2 separate regions of the Sus scrofa genome follow, and region 2 is linked to region 1. Evidence: chromatin contacts called from public HiChIP or PLAC-seq data. All regions are on one chromosome and are shown on one strand. The core of a region is the stretch at or near the end of the contact, and the rest is flanking DNA. Distances in the headings are between cores, read along the strand shown.

Region 1 (5,287 bases), core at 1,046-3,545:
AGTTGTGTAATTCTTATTTGGTAAAAGGCAACACAACAATTCTTCAAAAGAGATAATGTGTTCTCTGATGTTGAATCCTAAAATGAGTATACCACATGGGACCTCATAAAAAGCATATTTGGGATCACCAGATCAGTGACTTCAACAAGAGTGTTATGGCAAATGCAAACACTTTCTTCATACAGTTGTTTCTTGCAACCACTATAAATAAAAGCTAAGGACATAACGAAAGCTAATTTTGTAAAGATAACTCTCTTGGTGTTAGGGAACCATTGACCAAAACTGCCCACCTTGGCCAAGCAGACAATAGCATGACTTGTCTCATAGCAGGAGGCCCTGATAAAGCAGGTGGTGCTGCCCTGAAGGCTAACTGGAAGGATACGGAGGGGCCAACAGCAGGAAGGAGACAAACAACTTCCCAGGATCCTTGGTGCTGGGATCCACCTTGACTGAAAGGTACACGCATCACCAAGAAGGACCCTGGGCCAGACCACTTACAAGCCAAGCAAGATGACTGGCCAGAGACAACCCAGAAACTAACCTCATTCCCATAAACCCAGAGACTACGAGCTACATGGCAAAGCAGTTCTCCTGGGTTCCCTTACCCTGCCGCCCTCCACCCGGGTGCCCCTTCCCAATAAAGTCTCTTGCTTTGTCAGCACGTGTGTCTCCTACGACCATTCATTTCTGAGTGTTAGAGACAAGAGCCCATTCTCAGGCCCTGGAAGGGGTACCCCTTCCTGCAACATTAGGACCCTACACTAATATGAATAAAGCTGCCTTGAACATTCATATACATATCTGAAGACTTGTGGACATATTATGCTTGAAAATGCAACTACATAGAAACTAATAAAATAAGAGTTAGGAAAAAAAAGAATTGGTCCATGAAGCTGCAGGTTCAATCCCTGGCATTGCTCAGTGGGTTAAGGACCCGGCATTGCCATGAGCTGTGGTGTAGGTTGCAGACCCGGCTTGCATCCTGCATTGCCGTGGCTGTGGTGTAGGCCGGCAGCTGCAGCTCCGATTCAACCCGTAGTCTGGGAACCTCCATATGCCACGGGTGCGGCCCTAAAATGACACACAAAAAAATACGTGTTGAAAATGAATAGCTAAGATACACTGCTACTGAGTTAACTACCAGCAAGACAATGGCATACAGGAGAAAGCCACAGAAATCCAAAGACTCCATTCTCAGAGTGTTTTACAAATGTATTCAAGATGTTTTCCACTTTAATGAAACCAAACCTGGACATCTTAGATGATATATTACGTGCATGGTTGATTTAAATAAGAAAGCAATGGACCTGTTTTCTTTTTTCCTGGGTACAAACTTAGAAGTTGAATGGCTGAGTCATTAGACCCATTTCATTTGTTCAATCATCTGTCATTTGGGCATCTGGACTGTTTCCAGTTTGGTGCTATTATGGATAAATACCCTATGTATCTGTACAAGTCTCTGTGTGGACATAAATTTTCATTTCCCTTGGGTGAATGTTTCAGAGAACAGTGATTGATTTTTTTTTTTTTTTTTTTTTTTTGGAGAAAAACTGCACATATATAAAGCTTGCTGGTGTGAAAGGCCATCAAATAATTCCATTCCTGGAACCAGCCAAAGAATAATGGGGGGAAAATCAGGAAGAAGGAGAAAGCTAATTTAAGAAACAGAAAACCAAGAACGTAGCCAGAAAGATAAGTCAGAAAGGGAGAAATCAGTGGACAGATGACGCAGAAAAATGTAGAAGTAATATGGGACGTTGAGAGCAAAACCATGCAGAATTTAGGGGCCAAATGGGACGGATCCTCACTAGAGACAACCCTGAGGAACAAATAAGGAACTCGTTAGGCCCACTATCTCACATATCATCTAAGGCAATCTCTGCTTTAAAGCACAGATTCCCATCACTTCGTTTCTTACCCACCTCACGCTCCCTGCTTGTCCTACCTGGAGAGACTACACACCCCAGAATGCAACACTCGCTCTCCGCGAAGCGCTCTCCTTCACCAGCTCACAGACTACAGTTCCCAGGATGCAGAGCGACCCCCCCTCCCCCCGCCGCCCGCCCGGTTTTGGAAGGCAGGAGAGCCTCGGGGATATTAGGCCCGGAGAATCTACTTCTAGCTCACCTCAGAGCTCCGGGAGCCCTTCAGCACCTGCTTGGTGAGCGCAATCACGTCAGTACCACAGGTGTTCACCTTCTCTGTGAGAAGCCCCTTCACGGACTGACCAAATCGTGCTTGCGAATCTGGGGTCCCAGTCGCCATCACTTCAAATAGTGAGCACCTCCTCACGGGCGATGGCAAGTCGCTGGGGCCAAAAGAGGCGCAAAGCGGAAGGCAAGGAGACGTCGTTAGGGAGGGACGCATGCGCCTAGCGGAGGTTGCGCTTTGCAAATTTTAAATTCATTTAAAATACTCAGTTGATATCCTGAAGAAGACAGGGCCCACGCAGACATCGATTGAGGGGATGGAGGACAACTTCAGTAAACCCATGGTTTAAAATCAGAAGGTCTGGGTTACAGTCCCAATTCTGCTGTTTAGTTGTGTGACTGGAAATGTTTCAACCTCTGCAACTTGTGTGCCTCATCTGTAAAATAGAAGTGATAACGTTAAAGTCTCTGAAGGTTATGAGAATGAATTAAGATCATTCAGTTCCATTTTTAACAGACATTTCATGAAGGAAATACCAAACACTGTGCTGGGCTGAGGATAGACAAAGAAATGAGATGCATGCAGTCTTTGTCTCCAATGAACTCCCTGGTGAGGAAGCATATAAACAAACAGAAGAAAACCAGGAAGAACAACCCAGTAGAAAAATTGGCAAAGTTCACAAACAGGCAATTAAAAAAATAAATAAGATAGCCAATAGGTATGAAAAATGCTTAACATCTCTAGTAATTTTTATTTTTATTTTGGCCATGCCCATGGTGGCAGAAATTCCCCAGGCCAGGGGCGCCATAGCAGTGACAATGCCAGATCCTTAACCTGCTAAGGCACCAGGGAACTCCTCTGGTAATTTTTAATGATAAATGACCTCTTTGTTCTATTAAAAGCAAACTGATTATCCCCTTGAAAAGAATTAATATCCGAAGTGTTTTGTGCTAGCTCTATTTCTTTTTTTCTTTTTAAACTAGTGCACAAGGGAGATGAGAATAATAAATTGGTAAAATTTGTTTAAAATCACCTATGCTCATTATCAACATTACTTTTTCTTCCAAGTGTCTAGATTCATGTCTCTGATTCTTTCATTTAATTCTTGTTCCTAATCTTTACTTATTTTTTTTTCTTTTTGTGGCCTCATCCATGGCATATGGAAGTTCCTGGGCTAGTGGTGGAATCAGAGCTGCAGCTGCCAGCCTACGCCACAGCCACAGCAGTGCCAGTTCCGAGTCACAACTGTGACATACACTGCAGCTTGCAGCAACACTGGATTCCTAACCCACTGAGTGAGGCCAGGGATTGAACCTGCATTCTCATGGACACTAGTCAGGTTCTTAACCCACTGAGCCACAACGGGAACTCCCTAATTAACTTTTATTGAGGTGTAATTTATGTTCAGTTAACTACATTCTTTTAAGTATCTAATTTGGGGAGTTCCCATCGTGGTGCAGTGGTTAACGAATCCGATGAGGAACCATGAAGTTGCAGGTTCAATCCCTGGCCTTGCTCAGTGGGTTAAGGATCCGGTGTTGCCGTGAGCTGTGGTGTAGGTTGCAGACACGGCTAGGATCTGGCGTTGTTGTGGCTCTGGTGTAGGCCGGCAGCAACAGCTCCGATTAGACCCTTAGCCTGGGAACCTCCATATGCCGCAGTAATGGCCCTGGAAAAGGCAAAAAGACCAAAAAAAAGTATATAATTTGGTGAGTGTGACAGATGCACACACCTGTGAATCACCTCCCCTATTAAGATACAGAATATTTTCATCACCCCCACAGGTTTTCAAGTCCCCCTTTGTAGTCTATCTGTCCCGCACTCCAGGAAACAACTGATCTCTTTCTACTAGTATAGATTATTTTTTTTCCTAGAATTTTATATAAATGGAATCATATAGAGAGTACCTTTTTTTGGTCTGGATTCTTTCTCTCAGCATAACAATTTTGAGAGGCATTCACTTGGTGTGTGTATCACTAGTCTGTTCCTTTTTATTGCTAAGAAATATTCCACTGTGTGGCTATATCTCCTTTTGTTTATGCACTCACCTGTTGATGGACATTTGGGTTGTTTCCATTTGGGGGGCAGGGGGTTGTTATGAATAAACCTGCTCTGAACATTCACATAAGTCTTTATGTGGGTTGTTTTCATTTGTCTTTGGGTAACATCTAGGAGTGGAATGGCTGCCGCATATGGTAAGTGTTTAGCATTTCAAGAAACTGCCAAAGCATTTCCCAGAGCTTTTGCCATTTTGCATTCCCCAGAGCAGTGTAGGCGACTCCAGTTGCTGCAAACCCATAAACTTAGGAAGAGATTGATTGATCTAGAGCCATGGTAACAAGTAGCCACATGTGGCAAATAGACTGGCCACTGACAGTGCCTAGCTCCAGAAAGAGGAAGAAGTAAAGAATGACTAGGGGGTGGGGTGAGGAGGGGAAGAGATGAGCCTGGCCTTTTAGATCCCCTGGAAGTCACTTTAACCAGAGGGAAGGGGCTGGGGCAGCGTGGAGGAGGTACAGCAACAGTGGCCACTCAGCTCCCATCTGGGCTCTGTGGTCAGGAGCAGCAATCAGCAGTCAGAGCAGAGAGCTCTGGTATTTGGAGGACAGGATCCTTTTGGCTCACCCTCACTCCCACAGGCTGTGGGCAGCAGTTCCAGGAACACACACACAGTTGTCTGCCAAGAGGTTGGGGTGGGGGATGGGCAGCTCCTACTGTCCTAAGAGCCAGAATTGACTGAAATGCTCCACAATTTACCATCTAAGGCTTCCCCTGGAAGTTGGAAGCCTTCATAGGCCCCAAATAGTTAAATCGACAGATTTTGCCGGTGCAGTCGATGTCTAGGTGGGGAGATAGCTTCCGGTGCTTCACCCTCTGCCGTCTTCCCAGAATCCTCTCCCCCAGTTAGTTGTAGAAATACTCACTCATCAGAACTTGACTGGATGTTAACTTTTTGCCCAACCCTAATGACGTGATGAAGACTCAGAGACACGTAGAAAATACTGCCCCCGACTGGTTAGGGCAGTGTCTCAGTTATCTGCTGCCCCCTAACAAACCACCTCCAAGTTGAGTGACTCAATACAGCCACCATTTTATTGGTTCAGGAATTCATCGTGAATGGTTATCTCTGCTGCAA
Region 2 (5,896 bases), core at 1,923-4,422, 500 kb before region 1:
AAATCTGTTTCCAAAGCCTCTTCTCTCCTATGTTCTTCCTCCCTTGACTGGGATGGACACCGGGGTTCCCCAGTATGAGAAAGAATTTGGAACAGTGCATGAAAGTAAAAGGTGGAATCATGAAGGCCCAACTTAAATTTCCATCTGCACCATAACAAGCTGTGTGGATTCAGCTAAATTACATAAGCTCTCTGGGCCTCAGTTCCAGAGCATGGAATGGCGATCTCAACTGCATAGTACAACTGGAAAGATTACATAAAATAGATATAAGACCATATAATTGCAAGTTAGTTTCCATCATTCTAGCATTTTACAGCCTACTCTAGATGAAGATGTCAAATTCTAATGCAAATTATGACCATTTTACATCATAAGGACCTGATTCAAAAATGCAATTGATTGGAGTTCCCGTCGTGGCGAAATAGGAAACAAAACTGACTAGGAACCATGAGGTTGCGGGTTCGATCCCTGGCCTCGATCAGTAGGTTAAGGATCAGGCGTTCCCATGAGCTGTGGTGTAGGTCACAGATGCAGCTCGGATCCCACGTTGCTGCGGCTCTGGTGTGGGCCAACGGCTATAGTTCTGATTAGACCCCTAGCCTGGGAACCTCCATATGCTGTGGGTGTGGCCCTAACAAGACAAAAGTCCAAAAAAAAAAAAACAAATGCAATGATCAAACTGCTTTCTCTTTATCCTTAATCTACATGGTACAAAGTTCCTAAAAATAAGAAATAATGGTACTGCAAACTCAAATACTAAATGCCCCACTTCAAAAGATACAGCCTTGTGATGGTGTGGGCTCCCTAACAAGTTCAATTTATAAAAGTGAACTTCAAAAAGAAACCAATCTGGAGTTTCTGTTGTGGCTCAGTGGGTTAAGAACCCAACTAGTGTCCATGAGGATGCAGGTTTGATCCCTGGCTTCACTCAGTGGGTTAAGGAGATGCAGCTTGGATCTGGCATTGCTGTGGCTGTGGTATAGACTGGCAGCTGCAACTCCAGTTGAACCCCTAGCCTGGGAACCTCCATATGCTGCAGGTGAGGCCCTAAAAAAGAAAAGAAAAGAAACCAATCTGGGAAAACCACACATTCTCAAACAAGGTTCATTCTCCATAAGGACATTAGAGAGTGTTCAGTGAGTCTTAACAAAAAGCATACCACTTACATCAAATAAGTTGTCCTGTTCAACCGACTGCTGTAAAGTTTTTTCTGACTTGCGAATCTTTCTTGTCCCCCCTCGGGGGAAGCTTTCTTCCATGGTTGCCATGTTTGGCTCTCCTAAAAACAATGCAAATAGTTGGTGAGATGTAGCTTTGGTGTCAAGACTATGATCAATGGGCAAGAGATAAAGCTTTCTAGCCCCAATGTGCTAGAGAGCATTCAGGACAGCATTTAAGAAATGGATGGTTTGATGCCAGGCAACAGGCAATCCATAATTCATCTTTCCAAAAATCTTTGCTTCAAAAGCACAAGTCCACACATTTTCCTCTAGTAAAAAGTGCTATATTGGAGTTACTGTCATGGCACAGCAGTTAATGAACCCAACTAGTATTGATGAGGATACAGGTTCGATCCCTGGCCTTGCTCAGTAGGTTAAGGATCCGGTGTTGCCGTGAGCTGTGATGTAGATTGCAGACGTAGCTCGGATCCCATATTGCAGTGGCTGTGGCACAGACCAGCAGCTATAGCTCCGATTTGACCCCTAGCCTGGGAACCTCCATATGCCATGGGTGCGGCTCTAAAAAGCAAAAAAAAAAAGCTATAGATTCAATGTAGTAAATATCACTAAGCTTAATTCACAGATACACAAACAAATATATATATAAGCCCCTACCTTCAAAGCATATGCACACTTTTTCGTCTTTTTTTTTTTTGGCTGCACCTGTGGTATGTGGAAGTTCCCAGGCCAGGCACTGAACCCACGCTACAGCATTGACAAGGTGGGCCCTTAACCCAATAAGATACAAGGGAACTCTGAACAGACACACTTTTAAGAACAATTATGCAAATAATTTAAAATACAAATCAATTTATAAACTATCAACAAAGAAGCAGGAAATAATGAGGCTTTGGTAAAAGAGGAAAACAAAAGAAGCTTTTGGGCTATGTGTTAAAAGATAAATAGAATCTTGATAGGTGGAAAGGGAAAAGCAGAAGGAATGTGAGGAAAAGCATGGGAAAAGAAAAAGCAAATTATTTTGATAAGCATCAGCATCATGTCTGTCAAACTGTTGTTCAAAGGCTTGCTCTTGCCTTCCTTTGGAGAAAAGTTCAACTAGACCATAAAGTGATAAAAAGCATAATAAGTGGAGTTAAATTCTAAAAGACAGCTTGGGCTTTCTGTTTCAGAGCTCTCATTAGACGTGAATAGATTAACATTTACTTTGGCAAGTCTGAGCCTTAAGTAAAGGAAAAGATAAAACAGTAACCAAAAAAAAAAAAAAAAAAAAAGACTGCAGGCTATAGACTGGACTGGAGGAGAGAGGACTGAAGGAAGGTAATCTGGTAGAAGGCTTCAATTGCAGCACAACAGAAATCATGAGAACCAGAACTAGGTATAAACGAGAACGGAAGATTAGTGGGGTTGGTTCTGAAAGACACTTGGAAATAGGAATCTAGAAAGGCTTGAGACTGTGAAAGAGGCGAGGACCTAAAATGAACCTAGGAGTTGGAATCAGGAACGGATAGATATGTTTCGAAAAAATAAGAAAGTGCCGTGGGGTCAAGATTCCTGGGAGTTTGACCCTTAATCTCATTTCAGACCAGGGGAAACTGAAGTTTCAAAAGAGTAAAGCAGCAATCCAGCGGCAAAGAAGAGAATTAAGCTACCTTCAGGGGACAGATCCTAAAGTTACAGGAGCAAGTCAAGCAAAGCCGGCTTCTAAGCGGGTGCATGGTAGGGACCTGGAGGACTTAGTTCTGGAACAGACCTGGAAGCCACGACGTTTCCTCCCTTGTCGCCTTTACCCACACTCACCAAGCCAGGGACGCCAGCACTTCTACTTCGGAGGCCGCGCCACTGTGATCACACACGCGGAGACCCGCACGCCAGCAGCCCAACTCCGCCCTGCCGGAAGCGAGGGCGGGCTCTGCGCCCCACTTCCGTTACTACACTATGGAGTCCTACAGAGCGAGGGAGGAGATTTGAATACCGGAAGCGGAAGGGCGGGCCTCGAGCCGCAGCCAATCGACGTAGAGGGCCGAGTCGGTAAGGCCCGTTGAACGCGTGCGGGGGAGGAGGTTTCTTCCGGCCGGAGCGAGGGGGCAACTGGATACGTTGAAGGACACAGGCTGCGGAGTTTGTGCATTTTCGAAGGTGGGTGTGGAGGGGAGACCGGGCTCTGACCTCGCGCCTCCACTTTATGGGGCCAGCCTAGAATAGGACTGTTTTCTGGTCCAGGAACACCGCGAGGTCTTTGCTTTGGAGGGGCGAGACGGGGGGGTGAATGAAAAGGAATTGGAGAAAATGATGGCCGCGAGGGGTCGGATAGTGGCTAGGAAGCCTCAGTGAGAGGTAAAGGCCCTTAAAATGCATTTTCCGGTAAAGAAAAAAGGTCCGCAGCGAAGGGAGTCCGCCAAGGTCACCGAGTGACGTAATTTTGGATGAGAACTTCTGGCCGAATTAATCTCCTTTCCCATGTATGCGTATAGTAGTTTGTTTTCACTGAGCTGTGTTTAGGAAGTTGGCCAGCCAGGCGTTCTTTAGTTGTGGTGCAGCCTTTGTCAAACAGGAGTGAGCGTAGGCGGGCCCCTGCAGTTCGCCAGACCCGCTGGTTAGATGCAGCCTGTGTTCAATCAGCGGGAAGACCTTTCCTAGAAGGTAGCCAGAAGAGGACTGTAAACTCCTTGCAGTGCAAGAAGCTGCTTCTGGTACCTGAGCAGCTTTCACTCGTCTCTGCCTCGTAATCTCACTCATCATTCTAGGTAAACGTCCAGTCAGACAGAAAAAAACAGTATCGGGAAAACAAAGTAGCGAGGGCATTTGGTCGCTTTGGGCCTTTTCTGAAGTGCCCACTTATCGGTGAAGAGAGGAATGGAAAGATTGATTATATTTAATAGTAGTTTGCCGCTCAATTAGAAACAAAAGTGAAGACCCCATCGCTTAGACTTTGCCATAGGCTACCATTTAACAATGGTACGGTTATTTTTAGTCTTAGGTAATTTTCTTCATTACTATCTGTCTAAGCTGAAGTATGACTCAAAAGGAAAGCAAGTTTCAGTTCAGTTACTCCACGAAGGACACTCTAACACAAGGATTCCTGATCTTTGCCCCAAAGTAACCTGCGATTTGCTGAGGATGCAGACCCAGGTGTTTCCAGGCTTTGTTCCAGTTATTTATCAGCAGCATCCCACTTCCCCCTCCAACTCAGCATTTCAAGAGTCTTCCTCTAAGACCTAGACTAAATTGTGATTCCTATACTATACCTTTTCCTACCGTCGGAATTAGCCCTGTGTAGAATATTGCAAACATCAGTCTTCCTTTTATATTGTGTAGAGAGAAATTAAAATTTTTGTTACATAAGGTAGTGGTGATTATAGTTAATAATTGGACAAAGTTAAGCCCTTGCCTTCTGTCGGGTTTCTTCTAGAAACCTAGTGGATATTATAAGAATCCACAAATCTATCCTGAAGATGAGCGGGAAAGCATATCTTTATTTTAATAAGTTTACTGAAGGTAAATCAATACAAAAGCTACATCATAAAGGTTTCTTTAAATGGAGATTTCCCTACTTGGATTGGACTGGCCAAAGCCCCTGAGGTGGCCCAAGGAAGCTTAGAATCCTTCACTGCTCCAAGAACTTTCTTGAAATAGTGTTCAGAATTAAGGTCCCTTGTCCAGATTTTTATTGCCACTTCTATGCAGGTGAATGCCTCTGAAGGCCTTTGAATGGTGAACCTGAGCGTGCCATTTTCCATAGCAACAACTTCCTCACAGGTCTCCCACTTCCATTTCTTCAAGAGCCAGCCAAGTCACTGTCACTGCCTACCAATCTCGACCGGACCTCGACCGGCTCGTCTATGTTGCCAATCGACTCGGCGTGGCGTCGGTCGTGGTAGATAGGCGGTCATACAGACGAATTTTCCAGTGTTCTGGTGACCTTTGAATGTGCCTTTTTTTATTTTTTATTATAATAAAAGAAATACACACCTTTGTAAAATACGTAGGTTCTGTAGATGTAACCCCTCTTAAAAATTTGCTATATACTCTTCCAGAGTTTTTTCCTATTTAATTACGAATGAGCATTTATTTGGGTTTCTGTTTGCTGCAGTGTTTTTCAAACTTTAATATGCATCAGAATCACCTAGAGGGCATATTAACACTGACTGCTGGGCCTCAGCATTTATCTGATAAGGCCCAAAATGCTGTGTTTCTAACAAGTTTCCTTTGAGGTTGTCAGTCTAGGGACCAGACTTTGAAAACCATTAACATGCTCTATAATATAATGTCCAGAAATAGGATGTTTTTAATATTTAACTTTACATGGGAACATCTTTCCATGTCTGTATATAGAGATCTCCATGCATTCTATCTTCCTTTAATGGAAACCATTACTTATCAGTATCCTGTAGGTGAACTTTTAGTTCATCCAGTTTTTTATTTTCATAAAGTGTATTTCAGTTACCATCCTTGAACCATATAACATGTTTCCACTGTGTAATTTTGTTTGTTTTTTGTCTTTTTAGGGCCGTACCCGTGACATAGGGAGGTTCCCAGGCTAGTGGGCCAGTCAGAGCTGTAGCTGCTGGCCTTCGCCACAGCACTCCAGATACTTAACCCACTGAGCAAGGCCAGGGATCAGACCTGCGTCCTCATGAATACTGGTCAGATTCTTTTCTTCTGAGCCACAATGGGAACTTCTGGTAATACTTCTATAAGGATAAATTCCTGGAGAA

The links. HiChIP or PLAC-seq counts read pairs in DNA pulled down with a chosen protein or histone mark.
Region 2: a contact with region 1 is called in an H3K27ac HiChIP or PLAC-seq map of skeletal muscle, with 4 times the contacts expected there. The contact joins the promoter of USMG5 here to the promoter of BORCS7 in region 1. A contact is called at or near these places in 1 of 5 promoter capture datasets (fetal skeletal muscle) and 1 of 2 datasets of contacts at active chromatin or transcription factors (skeletal muscle).

What each region holds. Positions count from the first base shown.
Region 1 is chr14:113,828,642-113,833,928 of Sscrofa11.1, reverse strand. BORCS7 (BLOC-1 related complex subunit 7) reads right to left here and starts at 2,295. Exons shown (of 5, transcript NM_001244615.1): 1 at 2,128-2,295. The coding sequence starts at 2,265.
Region 2 is chr14:114,324,793-114,330,688 of Sscrofa11.1, reverse strand. USMG5 (up-regulated during skeletal muscle growth protein 5) reads left to right here and starts at 3,172. Exons shown (of 4, transcript XM_021073491.1): 1 at 3,172-3,317. It overlaps PDCD11 (protein RRP5 homolog), which reads right to left and starts at 3,106. Exons shown (of 38, transcript XR_002338761.1): 1 at 2,979-3,106; 2 at 1,167-1,279. It overlaps MIR1307 (microRNA 1307), which reads left to right and starts at 4,986; the gene lies at 4,986-5,065.